2 separate regions of the Mus musculus genome follow, and region 1 is linked to region 2. Evidence: chromatin contacts called from public HiChIP or PLAC-seq data. All regions are on one chromosome and are shown on one strand. The core of a region is the stretch at or near the end of the contact, and the rest is flanking DNA. Distances in the headings are between cores, read along the strand shown.

Region 1 (2,711 bases), core at 90-2,589, 920 kb after region 2:
TTGTGAGGATTCACAACGTTGCTTAACCCATACACTCCAGGAACTAGAAAAGCAGAGGAGAAAGAAAAATGTTACTAAGAGCAAGCACTCAAGATATGCTTAGATTTTAAACATCAGTGCCATTTGGCCTGTGTGTGTGTATGTGTGTGTGTGTTAACCAGCCCTTCCTTTCAGACGACACAGTAAGCAGCACCAGCAACCTTTAGAAATGTTCAGAAAAGGCTAAGAGTCACAATGCATAACTAACGCCTTCTCTCTCCCTGTAAATCTTATCTGGAATGCTCCTCCCAATCGAGCATTCGATAAGTCAGAAGGCCACAGAGTTACTTCCACAAGCAGTATAAAAGTGCACCCCAGACCACAACATAAGACACACGAGTCATTTATTCAAATGAAGTTCCAAAGATAGGCAGGGAATACAGCTTGCCACCGGCCAGCTGTGTAACTCTATTCCCTTAAGTCAGTCTCCTGGTCTGCAGAACTCAGTGCTGGTCCCCAAGGCTCTCCTCTGCTAGTTAGATCGAGGATAGTGTGCATACCACTGGCACACAGTATTTGTTGTGGGCACTTCACTGTGGAGCAGAGGGAAATCAAGGCCAGAGTCTACTCTCAGGGGTAATGTTTAACCCAGGCAGCCGAGGAATTCCTCAGCAACTTAGGCTACCGGGAGGCTCAACTTATGATGGCTTAGTGCCTGCCCTGCAGATGTGTTGAGAGTGGTTTAGTGACTGAAGACACCCACTTCAGAAATGAAATTTTTGCCAAGCTCCATGTAGTGGTCCAAGCCTACCATCTCAGCACTTGAGAGACTGAGGCAGAATGGCTTTGAGTACAGTGCCAGCCTGGGCTACCCAGTAAGTGCTAATGTAGGGGGAAAGGGGAAAGAGGAAATTTGAATTTGGTACCACTCTTAGAACCTCTTAAACGTGACTGCAGAGATCCAGGAGGCTTCTACCTTGGGAAGAACTGTTCCAAGGGAACACTGATAACCAAGGACCACTTGAACAGAAGCTTAAAGGACCTTTTCTGGAGCGGGAGTATAAAGTGGGAGAAGCTCCTAAGAGGAGAGGCAAATTTCTTCCCGCAGGTCCTGAGACGTCTGGGGAATGGATGGAAGAAACAGCCTGCAACCTAGCTGCAGCCCAGACGACACACGGGGGAAAAAAAACAAAAAACAAAAAACTCAAAACACAGGCAAGAAACGAATGAAGGGGTCCGGGGAGAGCCAGGAATAACCGAGCTTGCCCGGTCTGCGGACTGGTGAAGCGCCTGGGAGCCGAGGGGACCTGAGAAGGGATGCTCGAGTCCCGAATGCGACTCGATTCCCGAGCGCAGAAACAACGATGATCGTCCGGCTCTGGGATGAGCCTCCAAGTCAGTCGGCGGAGGCGGCGGCCCAGCCCCGCACGGCCCAGCCCCACTCACCTGCGGACCCCGTGCCGCCGCTACCGGCCGGAAACGCCAGCCACGCAGCTCTCCACCGGCCCGCTCTTCTCGGCCTTCCCCGACCCACTTCCGGGGGACGCTCTAGACCACCGGGAGACTTCTGTCTCGGTGGTGTCTAGGTCGCTAAGGGGCGACCAAGCAAGGAAGCGGTCCGGGCCCAGCGGCTCAGCCTCCGGTAGAACAACAAAAGCCACAGGGCGCTTCGCGTTTCCTGAGGAACGGAATCTTCGAGCGGAGCGTCCGATCCTGGGAGCCATGGCCCGGAGAGCACGGACGGAAGGCTGGGTCCAACGCCACCTTGCGGTGGGAGGTACCCAAGGCCCGCCGGTTGCCAGGACCCCCTTTCCATCCTTGTGGACCCTTCTTTTAGCTAGGATTCAAAACGTGTCCAATTTAGACGATGCTGATGATGAGATTTGAATCGTAGTATATAGCGTAGAGGCTTTGAGAGGCATTGAGATGAAATGAACCATTTTGTATGTTGAACATACCTGAATTCGATCAGTTGTGTGGGTGCCCAGTCTCTAGATCCCTGAACCTGCGAGTTCAAGAGCTGAAAGGAACTTGGCAGGCATAACCAAAAGAAAGTCGTCGAAGTATAAAGTTTATTCTGATTGTCTGTAAGCACAACGGTTCGTTGTTAAAGGATCGAGTGAGAGAAGACACTCCAAAGGAAGGCTATGAACTGACAACAGAGCCTGAGCCTTGTGCTTTGAAGATGGAGGAAGACTACCATTCAAGAAGTGCAAGTGGTTTACAGGAGCTCCAAAAGGCGGGGAAACTTCGGACTACAGACCTGTTGGCACCCTGATCTCAGTACCCTGGGTCCTCAGAAGTGGGAGAAAACATAATTGTGTTGTTTTGGGACCTCCACACGGGGGTGATTAGTCACAGCTCCATAGAAACACAGATTGTGGAAACTTGTTCCTCCTTAATTCACACCCTTGCCTGAGTACCCAGGACCCGTCTGCCTGTTCTTCCCCACCCTCTCTTGTTAAATCTCTTGCTCTCTCCATTCAAATTCCCCAGGGATCTCCAGTACAAGATTTTTAATAATACCAAGGAAGGCTGGGTGGCTCCCAAATCCATGTCTCCTTCCAGAATCTCCTCTCTGATGTCGAAACTTCTGTCTCTTCCCAGGACCTGGACATAACATGCACCTTGAACACAGTGTTTCTGAAATGAAGATGGGAGCCTTGTGATTGGCCTGGTGCTACCCATGGTTTTTCCTGGCAGTTCCACCATCCCACTCACCCTGAACTCTT
Region 2 (2,925 bases), core at 319-2,818:
AGTCGCCTTTCAGACATCCGCAGGCCATGCCCTGGACTCTAGCAGAGCACCAGGCTTATAGGAACAGTCTACGAAGCAATACCCTACCAACTGTCAATCAACTTCCTTCAGCCAGCGCTGGGGCTCCTACCATGAAGACGTTACACACAGTCTCCCTGTCTCGCTTCCTGCTTCCGTCTCTTTCAGCACTTTTCTCAGTCCCGTGTGGTGTATGTATCCCATCTCAGGGCCATGTTTGGAAAACAGAGGTGTTTGCTGCTGGCTTCCGGCTGTGTCCCCAGACACCATGCAGGGCCTAGCAGTGACTGTGCGGCAGGCAGATAGGAAGTGAAGGCTAGCACCTGGGAAATGCAGTCAGAGTGGATAGCCACCCAGCTCCACATGCCACCCTGCCAAAGGTCATGTGGATCGCCTGCTATGGTCTGTGAGTAGGCAGCTGTGAGCCCCCTGGTCTATAATCTCCTTCGTGGTCTGTGGATGGAGAGATAAACTGGGTCCTGCATCTCTGGCTCTCTAGATCCAGCTTCACTCCTTTTCCCTGGGGCTTGGCTGGATCTAGATGCTTGGCCTACTTGAGTATTGGTGAGGGGGGTTGTCTCTGTGGAGTGGCTGTGCTCAGACTAAATGCTCTCTGTGACCTGCAGTGGCTTAACTGCTCTGCCTTGCAGGGCCTTGATGCCTGACTTCCTTCTACCTTGTCCTGCTAGCAGCCTGGGCAGGGAGTTGGCAGTCATCACAGACTGCAACCTACCAGAGGCTGGAGACAATATGGATGGCCTGCTGGCGGATGCTGGTGACCAGTGTGTCTTGCGGCTCTTTCTCCATCAGTGTCTGTAAGTTCACGGGAGAAGGTGCAGAGGCTAGCAGACCCCACCTCTGACACCAAGTCTTATTACCACTCCATGCAACCTGGGTGATGCTGCTGCTTGTCTTTAGCCACCTTGCAGTGAGATCTGGTCCATCCTTATAGAGCCAGCGTGGTCTCTGGTGCAAGACAGGTCAGGTCTGAGCCCTGAATACTGAGTCCTAGCTGCCCGGCCCTGGACTAGCTCTAAGCTGCTCTGCCTCTTTCTTCCTTAGAAATCATTCCACTTTTCTGTTTGATCTCAGGCAGGGGACAGGACCCAACCTGTTTTGATCAATGGCCCTTTGCTCCTGACACTACTGCCCAGCTTCTTGTGCATTTCTCAATATCCCAAAGAATCTACATGGGTACCCAAAATCCGAAGTGATTGGTCTGGGACCCAAGCCAAGAAATTAAGCAGAATGGAGTGTGTCGGCCTTTCTGGGTCTCAATGGCACTGCCTGTACTGTGGCCATACCCGGTCTGCTCAGGGTTCCAGCAAGACCCAACTAACTCGGGGTATATGGAGTATTTCCTGTGTTTGCCCTTTCCCAGGTCTGAGGGAGGAGGCTCCCTGTATCTAAGAAAGCTGCTGGTCTGAGAGAGGAAGCTCTGCCTAGGAGGGCTGCTCTGAGGGGCAGGCTTCCTGTGCACATACCATCAGACACTCCAGGAGCTCACTAGTCTGGGAGAACTCGTAGCTGTGGGCACCTTCGTTCCGGCTGATGGCTCCCACCAGCATCGTGATAGCAGTAAGGAAGCTTTGCTTCAGGGTCTCATCCTGTGTAGGTCAGGCCCCAGGGGACAGATCAGGCTGAGAGCCAAGGAGCTTGTGGGAGAAAGCAAGAAGCGAGGCCGAGGCCACCATCTTCAGGCACACTTGAGTCAGGGTGAGAGGGGTGTGGTGGGGACCACCGGGCTGGGAGCTGGTGGGTAGGGCCTTCCTTAGGAAGGAGCGCATGATCTTGGTTTAAGCATGTGAATTCTGTGAGCCTGGCCAAAATGTGAGAGGGGCCTGTGAGGGTTTCTGGAGTGTGGTACCTACAGCCTGGATGGGCAAGACTTATCCTGGCTATCACAAGCCAGGCTATGGTGCTCCTCGGAGAAAGGCATCACCCTGGCCTCTTAGGATCCAGCCCTCCCCCATGTGAAAATCCAGTATTTGCATTGTAAGAAGTGGGGGAATGGGGTTCTTATCAGACCAGAGGAAATTTCAGGGTAATAAAGGCACAGGGGCAATGCACAGCACAGGAGGTTTGGTGGGAGGGCAGGGGACTTGGGCAAAGGCTAAAGATGGCTGGCCCTAGGCTTCCCTGAGTTCATGATCGGGGCAGGGCAGAGCCGGAGTCCTAGCTCTGTCCTGGGGAAGGTGCAGGACTGGGGTGATGGTGAGCAAGGCAACCTGTACCCAGGAGCTGAAGTGGAAGTAGAAGATCATCCTGGATAAGATGTTGTCCACCCAGGGCAGGATGTGGTTCTTGGCCCAGGCTGCCATCTGGCCGTAGGAGAGGAGGATGGTGCTGCTGGCCCACTTCCACCGAAGGTCCTCAGTGTTCTGGCCGTGGAGCTGGGTAGGAGTGGATTTGGGGTTGGGTCTTGCCCACTGTCTACTTGGGGAGTGGTGAGAAGGGGGTACCCCGATCCCAGCAAGGTGGGGGAAGGGAGTGTCCAGAGGGTCTTTGTTCACCAAATGAGAACAGCAGAAGTGAAATTAGATTTTCAGGGAGTTAGGCTGATTATACCAGGACATCAAAGGCATTGTACTAGGCTCCATTGGAACTGGAAGAGTTGAGGCCTCTCCCGTGATAGTCTTTCCCTACAGCCCAGCACCCTGATGGGCACACCACACACTTATGGGCTGCCGGGGGGGGGGGGGCTGGAAAGATCATGCTTCCATCCAGGCAGACAGTAATGGGCAAAGTGGAATTTCCTGCTTGACTGTGGCCCAGAGTCATCTCTCCTCTCAGATGTCACCACGGTACTAGCGTGGTGACATTGCAAAAACAGTGACAGGTACCCACGGAGAGTCTGAGGCATGCACTTCAGTTCTGCCACTTGCCAGATGTGAAGAGCCAGCGGAG

What was found. HiChIP or PLAC-seq counts read pairs in DNA pulled down with a chosen protein or histone mark.
Region 1: a CTCF HiChIP or PLAC-seq map of pro-B cells shows a contact between it and region 2, with 6 times the contacts expected there. The contact joins the promoter of 4933427E11Rik here to the enhancer-like site in region 2. A contact is called at or near these places in 7 of 39 promoter capture datasets (the 3T3-L1 cell line, the C10 cell line, cranial neural crest and 3 more), 1 of 15 datasets of contacts at CTCF or cohesin (pro-B cells), 2 of 484 Hi-C or Micro-C datasets (the HL-1 cell line and the N1E-115 cell line) and 6 of 115 datasets of contacts at active chromatin or transcription factors (embryonic forebrain, embryonic stem cells, large pre-B cells and 1 more).

What each region holds. Positions count from the first base shown.
Region 1 is chr15:74,707,822-74,710,532 of GRCm38.p6, forward strand. 4933427E11Rik (RIKEN cDNA 4933427E11 gene) reads left to right here and starts at 1,340. Exons shown (of 1, transcript NR_033197.1): 1 at 1,340-2,553. Jrk (jerky) reads right to left here and starts at 1,501. Exons shown (of 2, transcript NM_008415.6): 1 at 1,426-1,501; 2 at 1-43.
Region 2 is chr15:73,788,468-73,791,392 of GRCm38.p6, forward strand. It overlaps Mroh5 (maestro heat-like repeat family member 5), which reads right to left. Exons shown (of 11, transcript NM_001368162.1): 8 at 2,253-2,411; 9 at 1,503-1,625; 10 at 752-831. Among named protein-coding and RNA genes, the nearest start is that of Ndufb4c, 20 kb to the right of the region's middle. Within about 2 kb of position 1,569, at least 52 of the 459 cell types and tissues checked have an H3K27ac peak or open chromatin away from gene starts, as enhancers often do. A contact at or near this core is called in pro-B cells, where this site is marked.